2 separate regions of the Mus musculus genome follow, and region 2 is linked to region 1. Evidence: chromatin contacts called from public promoter capture Hi-C data. All regions are on one chromosome and are shown on one strand. The core of a region is the stretch at or near the end of the contact, and the rest is flanking DNA. Distances in the headings are between cores, read along the strand shown.

Evidence for each region. Promoter capture Hi-C pulls out the DNA fragments that hold promoters and counts their contacts.
Region 2: a contact with region 1 is called in a promoter capture Hi-C map of liver, with 3 times the contacts expected there. The contact joins the promoter of Fndc10 here to the promoter of Gabrd in region 1. A contact is called at or near these places in 7 of 39 promoter capture datasets (the 3T3-L1 cell line, the C10 cell line, cranial neural crest and 3 more), 2 of 484 Hi-C or Micro-C datasets (the N1E-115 cell line and myocytes) and 3 of 115 datasets of contacts at active chromatin or transcription factors (cardiomyocytes and embryonic stem cells).

What each region holds. Positions count from the first base shown.
Region 1 is chr4:155,396,448-155,399,886 of GRCm38.p6, forward strand. It overlaps Gabrd (gamma-aminobutyric acid (GABA) A receptor, subunit delta), which reads right to left and starts at 1,622. Exons shown (of 9, transcript NM_008072.2): 1 at 1,448-1,622. The coding sequence starts at 1,515. It also overlaps a transcript of Cfap74 not described here.
Region 2 is chr4:155,692,642-155,696,080 of GRCm38.p6, forward strand. Fndc10 (fibronectin type III domain containing 10) reads left to right here and starts at 1,701. Exons shown (of 1, transcript NM_178699.4): 1 at 1,701-3,439. The coding sequence starts at 1,860. The coding sequence ends at 2,531.

The sequences.
Region 1 (3,439 bases), core at 372-2,871:
GGGATAGGCTATGCATGCAGAGTTGAGGGAGGGGTCTGGAGAATTTCCCAGCAAGCAACCTATAAATAGGTCCTGTAAATAGAATAAATAGAAAACGAGCTTCGTGTCAGCATAGGACAGGATTTGCCAACAAATGAGTTTTGGTGTCATGCTCAGACTAAAATGTTGGGGTTGTCAGAGCCTCTCAGTTTTCAAATTCTTGGCTATGTGGCCACGGTCACGGCCAGCATCTGACCTCAGAGCCTCAAACATGACAGCTGCAGCCATGTTACTATGCTTCACCCTCTGAGAAGAAAGGAAGTAAAGCCCACAGGGACTAAATAAGGAACAGAACCCTTTTCTGGGCATTGGTGGATCAGAGGCTTACGGTCAGTGGCCATTCTCTGCTCTCCAACCTAGTTCTAACATTTGTAGCCAGATCTAGGCCTTCTGGACCTGTCCCCCACCTGCCAGCAGAGAGGCTCAGACACCTGCATGACATGCTTCCTGGGACTCTACGGCCAAAATACAGCTGGCATGCAGCCATATCTGTTGTCCAACCCTCTAGGTCCGTGCCAGTTGGCCCTCAAGTCCAGAGCTCCAGGGACCTGTCTCCACTGTTTGATTTCTGCCTTTTCCTCTAAAGGACCTCACAAAGACACTTGCTTCTTATGACTCTCATGGTAGGTTGCTCGGCCCAAGATGACCAAGGTTGGATTCTAAGTCCCAGCGAGAAGAGAAAGAAGACAGGGACTGTGGAGTGTTGGAAGCTCCTGAGAGGATGCCCCAGCCTAAGGCCTCCCTGCTTAGACTCTTCTCGCTCTGGGGAAAGAGCCCTCTTTTATCCCCAAGAATATAGTCTCCTTCCATGGGGGTATTCGACAGGACCACTTGGCTGCTGTTCACCTGCAATCAGGATTCAGTCTGTAAACTCAGAAGCAACTGCTGAGAGAAGACCCACGGTCACCTTTGCTCTACTGACAGGGTTGGGACAAACCTTTCTGAGGCGTCCATACAAGACGGAGGAAAAGGATAGTCATTTCTCAAGGGCAGACCCGCTCCCCATGACCCCCAGTTCTTAAGTCTTCCTTTCTTCTTGCCCTCAGCTCATCCTGCCGAGCTTCAGCTCTGCACTTGGAAGGGTACCAGCGGAGCAGGAACCAGCTCAGTGGGATGGGGCCAAGGACAAAGATGAAGAGAGGTTTTCACATTAACCTGGCCTGGCGGCTCCAATCCCGCCCCACAGCGCAGCGTTCAGCACCGAGGACGGCGGACAGCACCCGGGCAGCAGGAGAGAGGTCAGCCGGGTCCTTAGATCTGGAAGAGCGGCAGGCGCAAAGCACAACAGGGTGGACCTAGAGGTGAAGACTCTGGGTCCTGACAACTCGGAACTCTGCCCCACCGAGGGTGCCCGCCAAAGAACGAGTCCCTCCTGCCCCACATCATCCCTGGCCCACGAGCTGCTCACCTGGCGCCATGGTGCGGCTGCGTGCAGAGCAGCAGGAGCGGCAGCAGCAGCCAGCCCAGAACGTCCATGGCCTTGCGGGCTGTGCGCGGGACAGGTCCAGCTAGCCCCAGCGCAAGCAAAGTTGCTTTGCCTGCGGCCGCGCGGCGGCACCAGAAGGGCGGGAGCGCGAAGGAGAGTGGAACGGGCGCTGGGGGAGGATGGAACGTCGAGCCTGCCCCGCCCCGCCCCGCCCCGCCCCGCGCCACAGTCCCACCCCCGCTCGCACGCCCTGCCGCACGCGGGGAGGCTTCTGCGCACCGCATAGCACCCGGTGGTCGCTCCGCTGCGCTCCGGAGAGCTCCGAGAGCCTCGCACACTGTGTCCTCTCCATTGCTGTCAGAAGTCAGGCGGCCCAGACCCTCCTCCAGCTGTGGCCCTTGCTGTCTGCAAACAAGTTCCTCCACGTGTCTGCCTGGAGCACAAACGACCAGGACGCAAGACGAGTGGATTCCCTTTTGCAGGTAGTGCAAAGCCTCATCCCTGAGGCCCTGCTTGCTTGAGAGGTTTGTGAGGGTCTCAGGCTTGGGTTGCCTAGGCAGGGGGCGTTCCTGAAGCCACCATTCCTTCTATCAGGGAATATCAGACACCTCCTCACATTTCATTCCCTGGACACCCTCCACCTTCCCTCATAAGAGAGAAAAGTGGTAGATACTATTATTGACTATCTCTCTGACTTGAAAACCCTACTGGACAAGAGAGGATACTGATACCTGAATCTGGGTGCTCAGGTCCCATCTTACCTATCCATACCAACCAGGACAGGCCCTGCTGACAACGCTGACATCGACCCTCCATAGGAAAGAAGGCTCACACATCTTTTATCTTTTTTAAATTGTCTTTTTTATTTTTGAAATTACAACTCTATCATTTCTCCCTTTCCTCCCTCCAGCATCTCCTGTATACCACCACTCTTTTCTCTCTTTCAAATTCATGGCCTCTTTTTTTTTTTCATTAATTGTTGCTACATACAAATATGTATATACATATATATTCCTAATTATAACCGGCTCAGTCTGTATAATGCCACTTTGTATTTTGTTCTCAAGGCTGACCATTTGATATTGGAAAACCAATTAGTATGCTCTTCCCCCGGACACATCTTCCATTTTAATTCTTTTGAGTACAAAGTTTTGAAGGATTCCTTTTAAAAGCTACTCACAAGCTTTAGCCCCTGTTTCACCTCATTCATTGACCTTACTGGATGCCTGGGATCACAGAAAACACTTTAAAATAAGCAGATCCCACCCACCAGTGGTGAACACGTGGAGTTCCAGCTACTTCAGAGACTGAAGCAGAAGATGAGAGGTTTAGATACAGCCTAATCGACATAGTAAGGATGCCCTATGCTCAGGTGCCCTGGGGATGCCTGGAAACTGGCCAGTCAGGTGTGTTGAAAAAGATGACTTATAGAGCTTCTAGCACAAGGAACTGCTTAGATATGGTTTTTTTTTGTTTTGTTTTGTTTTGTTTTCATTTTTCAGACAGGGTCTGATGAAGTTCAGGCTGGTTTTGAACTTGCTATATAGTCAAGGATGACTCTGAACTACTGGCCACCCATCCGGCTTCGCCTCAAGTCCCGGGGTTACAAGCTTTCAAAATTTTGTTCCTAGCAAGATTTGTGTGTAGCTTCTGAGCTTTGGTTCCTTCCTACACATATACATATATAGGTTGTATGTATACATTTTGAACTAGTTATGGGTCTGTCTTTACCTCTGACCTGGGTTCGACTCAGGGAATTAGGAGAGATAACTATGGAGCTGACTCATCCAAGGTCAGGAAACAAAGCCTTGGTCTTGCACGGCTGTTATAGTCTTTGGCTCTTTCTTTTCTTTTTCTTTTTTTAAAAAAAAATTATTTATTTATTTATTATTTGTTTGTTTGTTATGTACAGTGTTCTGTACTACACGCCAGAAGAGGGCACCAAGGTCATATTACAGATGGTTGTGAGCCTCC
Region 2 (3,439 bases), core at 451-2,950, 300 kb after region 1:
AAGGCCACACCCACTCCAACAAGGCCACACCCACTCCAACAAGGCCACACCTCCTAGTAGTAAGATTGAGCATCTAGCTGTCTTCCATCCAAAGATACCACATTATGTTGTCTTGCCCATTTTCCGTACCAATATTTCCAACTAATACCTGCAAGCCAACTGAAAGAAGGTCTGGATAATTCTGGACATGACCTACAGGAATTTCTGGGCACATTTACAATGATGAGTCTGCACTCTGCCCAGTTTAAGGGAAAGGTAGGAATAGGGTGGGGGCAGGAAGTATATCTCTTGAAACCCCTGCCCTCCACTGAGGACGGAGATCTTATTAGACTCTACAAATTGGAGAGGCTTGGTGTCGTGATTGGATCCTTCCAAGTTAGTCATGAGGTGCACAATGGCTGCATAGAGGCTTCTGATACTGAACTCAGGCTCAGTTACCGCTTGGGGTTTTCAGGATGACTAGGATAAGGGCTGTAGGTGTGTGGAAACACCATAGTCTACAGACACAGGAGGTAGGACCTAGAGAACACTGCAGCCCGCACACCCTCCGTTTCCTTTCCTGGCTAAGGTCACCTCAAAGGACAGTACGTACAGTAGGGTGAGACCACACTCGCCTCCCTTTTCAGTGCACCGTTGATCCTTAGCAGCAGAGCTTTTAGGCACTAGCTGGTTCTGGCTGCACCCCCTACTTAGCGCAGGCAGGGCAGGCAGGGCAGTCTCTTCAGGTGTCCTTTGGCCCTGACTCTGTTTGGTGACCGTGCAGGGGTGAGAATTCAGTGGTTCTGCCCGTCCCCCTGTGTCTCCTTGCTTGGTTGTTTTGTGTTTTTTGAGACTAGTCTCAAGTAGTCAAGGAGACCTTTGATCTTGCTGATTTAGGGCACCATAACTGGCTTGGTTTGATTTTATTTTATTTTTTTGTTTTCATTTTGAGGGTCTCACTAAATTGCCCAGGTTGACCCCAAACTCATTTGGTAGCCCAGGTAGGCTATTCTCTTTTCCCACTTCTTTAGAGATGTATTTATTTTACGTATATAAGTGCTCTCTCTATACATATATATAAGTGTGTGCACCTGTGTGCCATCAGATCCCATTATAGATGGTTGTGAGCCACCATGTGGTTGCTGGGAATTTAATCCACAACTTCAGGAAGAGCAGCCAGTGCTCTTAACCACTGGGCCATCTCTCCTGCCCGGGTGGGCTAGTTCTTAAGTAGCTTGGATTCTATCGGCCTGACTCGGGGTGGCTTTTTGTGGGGTCGTTTTCATTGTCTGGTCCTGAGCCTCTTCAAGAGCCAATGACGAGAAGGAACAATGAGATAGAGGAGATCTGCCTGCAACATCTCTTCAGGAGTGCAGAATAATCAATTTTCACCAAGTCAAAACCTTGGCCTCAGATTTTCCTCCCTAGTGGATGCCATCTACTCCAAAGATCCAGGATCTCAGAGTGAAGTTACATTTCAGTCCCTTTGTCCATCCTCTTGGTCAGAGCGGGCAGGACGCTCTCGGTGGCCACGAGGGGCCAGCACCGGATAGAGGGACCGTCCGGAGTTCTCATCAATTGTGGCAAGGGCCTGTCCCAGGACCACCGTTCAACACCCGCCTGTGCTAGGTAGACTTTCTCATGCCCGTGGGACGCGGCCCAGAGAGGGTTAAGGGGGCGGGACGTGGGGCAGCCCCGCCTTTGCCGCTGGGTCCGAGCGCGCACCGGGCCTGGGCGTGAAGCGGGTCGGAGCGGGTGGCGGCGGAGGGCGCTGCGTGGGGGGAGCGCGGCAGCGGCTGCGGCGGCGCGGCCCGCGTGACCCTCCGCCGCGCCCCGTGCGCTCGCGAGCCCGCGCCCCGCCGCGCCGGCCTAGCCGCAGGATGCGCGCTCCGCCGCTGCTGCTGCTGCTGGCTGCATGCGCGCCACCGTCAGGCGCCGCTGTGGACCCGACGCCGCCGGGCTGGGAGCCGGCCCCCGACGCGCCCTGGTGCCCCTACAAGGTGCTGTCCGAGGGCCCAGAGACGGGCGGTGGGCGCCTGTGCTTTCGCAGCCCCGTTCGGGGTTTCCGCTGCCAGACGCCGGGCTGCGAAACGTTGGCCTCGGCGGGTGGCTCGCTGCGCGCCCACGTCCTGCGCAATCGCAGCGTGCTGCTGCAGTGGCGCCTGGCTCCTGCAGAGGCGCGCCGCGTGCGCGTCTTCGCGCTAAACTGCTCGTGGCGTGGCACCTATACGCGCTTCCCTTGCGATCGCGTGCTTTTGGGTGCCTCTTGCCGCGACTACCTGCTACCGGACGTGCACGACAGCGTGCGCTACCGCTTGTGCCTGCAGCAGCTGCCGCTGCGCGCCGAGGTCGCCGTCGTCCCGCCAGAGCTGGCCGAGTGCGTGGAGTTCACCGCCGAACCGGCAGCTATGCAGGAGATCGTGGTGGCCATGACGGCGGTAGGCGGCTCCATCTGTGTCATGCTGGTGGTCATCTGCCTGCTGGTGGCCTACATCACCGAGAACCTCATGCACCCGACCTTCCGGCGACCCAGTCTGCGCAGGCAGCCCTGAAGCGCAAGGCGACCCGCCCACCTGGGTTCCATCTGCCAAGTGCGCTGAGACCCTAAGGCCCTCTCTCTGCTTTTCTCTCATTCCCTCTCCCTCTTTAGGATCCCCATGGAGGGCCTAATGGAAACTAGCCCATGCAGGGACCTTGGCATCATCCCACGACCTTGCCAGCCCCAGATGGGTATCTGCCTTCCAGACTCAGGCCTCAGACTGGCCCATAGGCCTGGGCTAGAGTGTCAATGGCAGCCAGGGGTCTTCTCCATCTCCAGAGGCCTTTATAGAGCCGGCCAGAATATACATTCCCTTCTGGCAAAAACCACTGGCACCCAGGATCATGAACCTGAACTTTCATCCTGTGCCAGGTTGTCAAAGCTTGGCCGTGATTGTTGCTTGGTCACTTTGTACTTTGCAGATTGGGAGGAGTGACCTCTGGAGCCTGTACCCACCCCACCTTACCCCAGTGGGCTTAGGTTAGCTTTGTGCCTTAGTATCTCTGACCCACTGCAGGAGCCACCCATCATCCCTCAGCTGTCCATGGGGACTGTGGCCCTGTGGCTGTCTGGCTTATGCATGCTTCAGGTCAGAGTCCCATTGAGGACACACCATCTTTGAGACTTCCAGGAGCCTGGGGCAAGGGTTCACAGGCCCTGTTTTGTCTTCCTTTGTGGGTGTCCGAGAAGCCAAGAGCCATGATGTAGCTCAGCAGGCTGGGCCCAGTGTCCAGCTGCTGCACCCAGGGGTGAGTGTCCTCCACCTCAGGAGGCTGGGGATTCACCCTTTCCTCTTGCTTGTACTGCCTTGATTAGGATTTTTTTCCAGGGTGGGGTGGGGGTTGGGAAGACGGGACGCTGAGGGACCCTGAGGGGCTGAAGGAAAGCTGCCAGCCTTGCCCCGCCAAACCTTTAACTGTG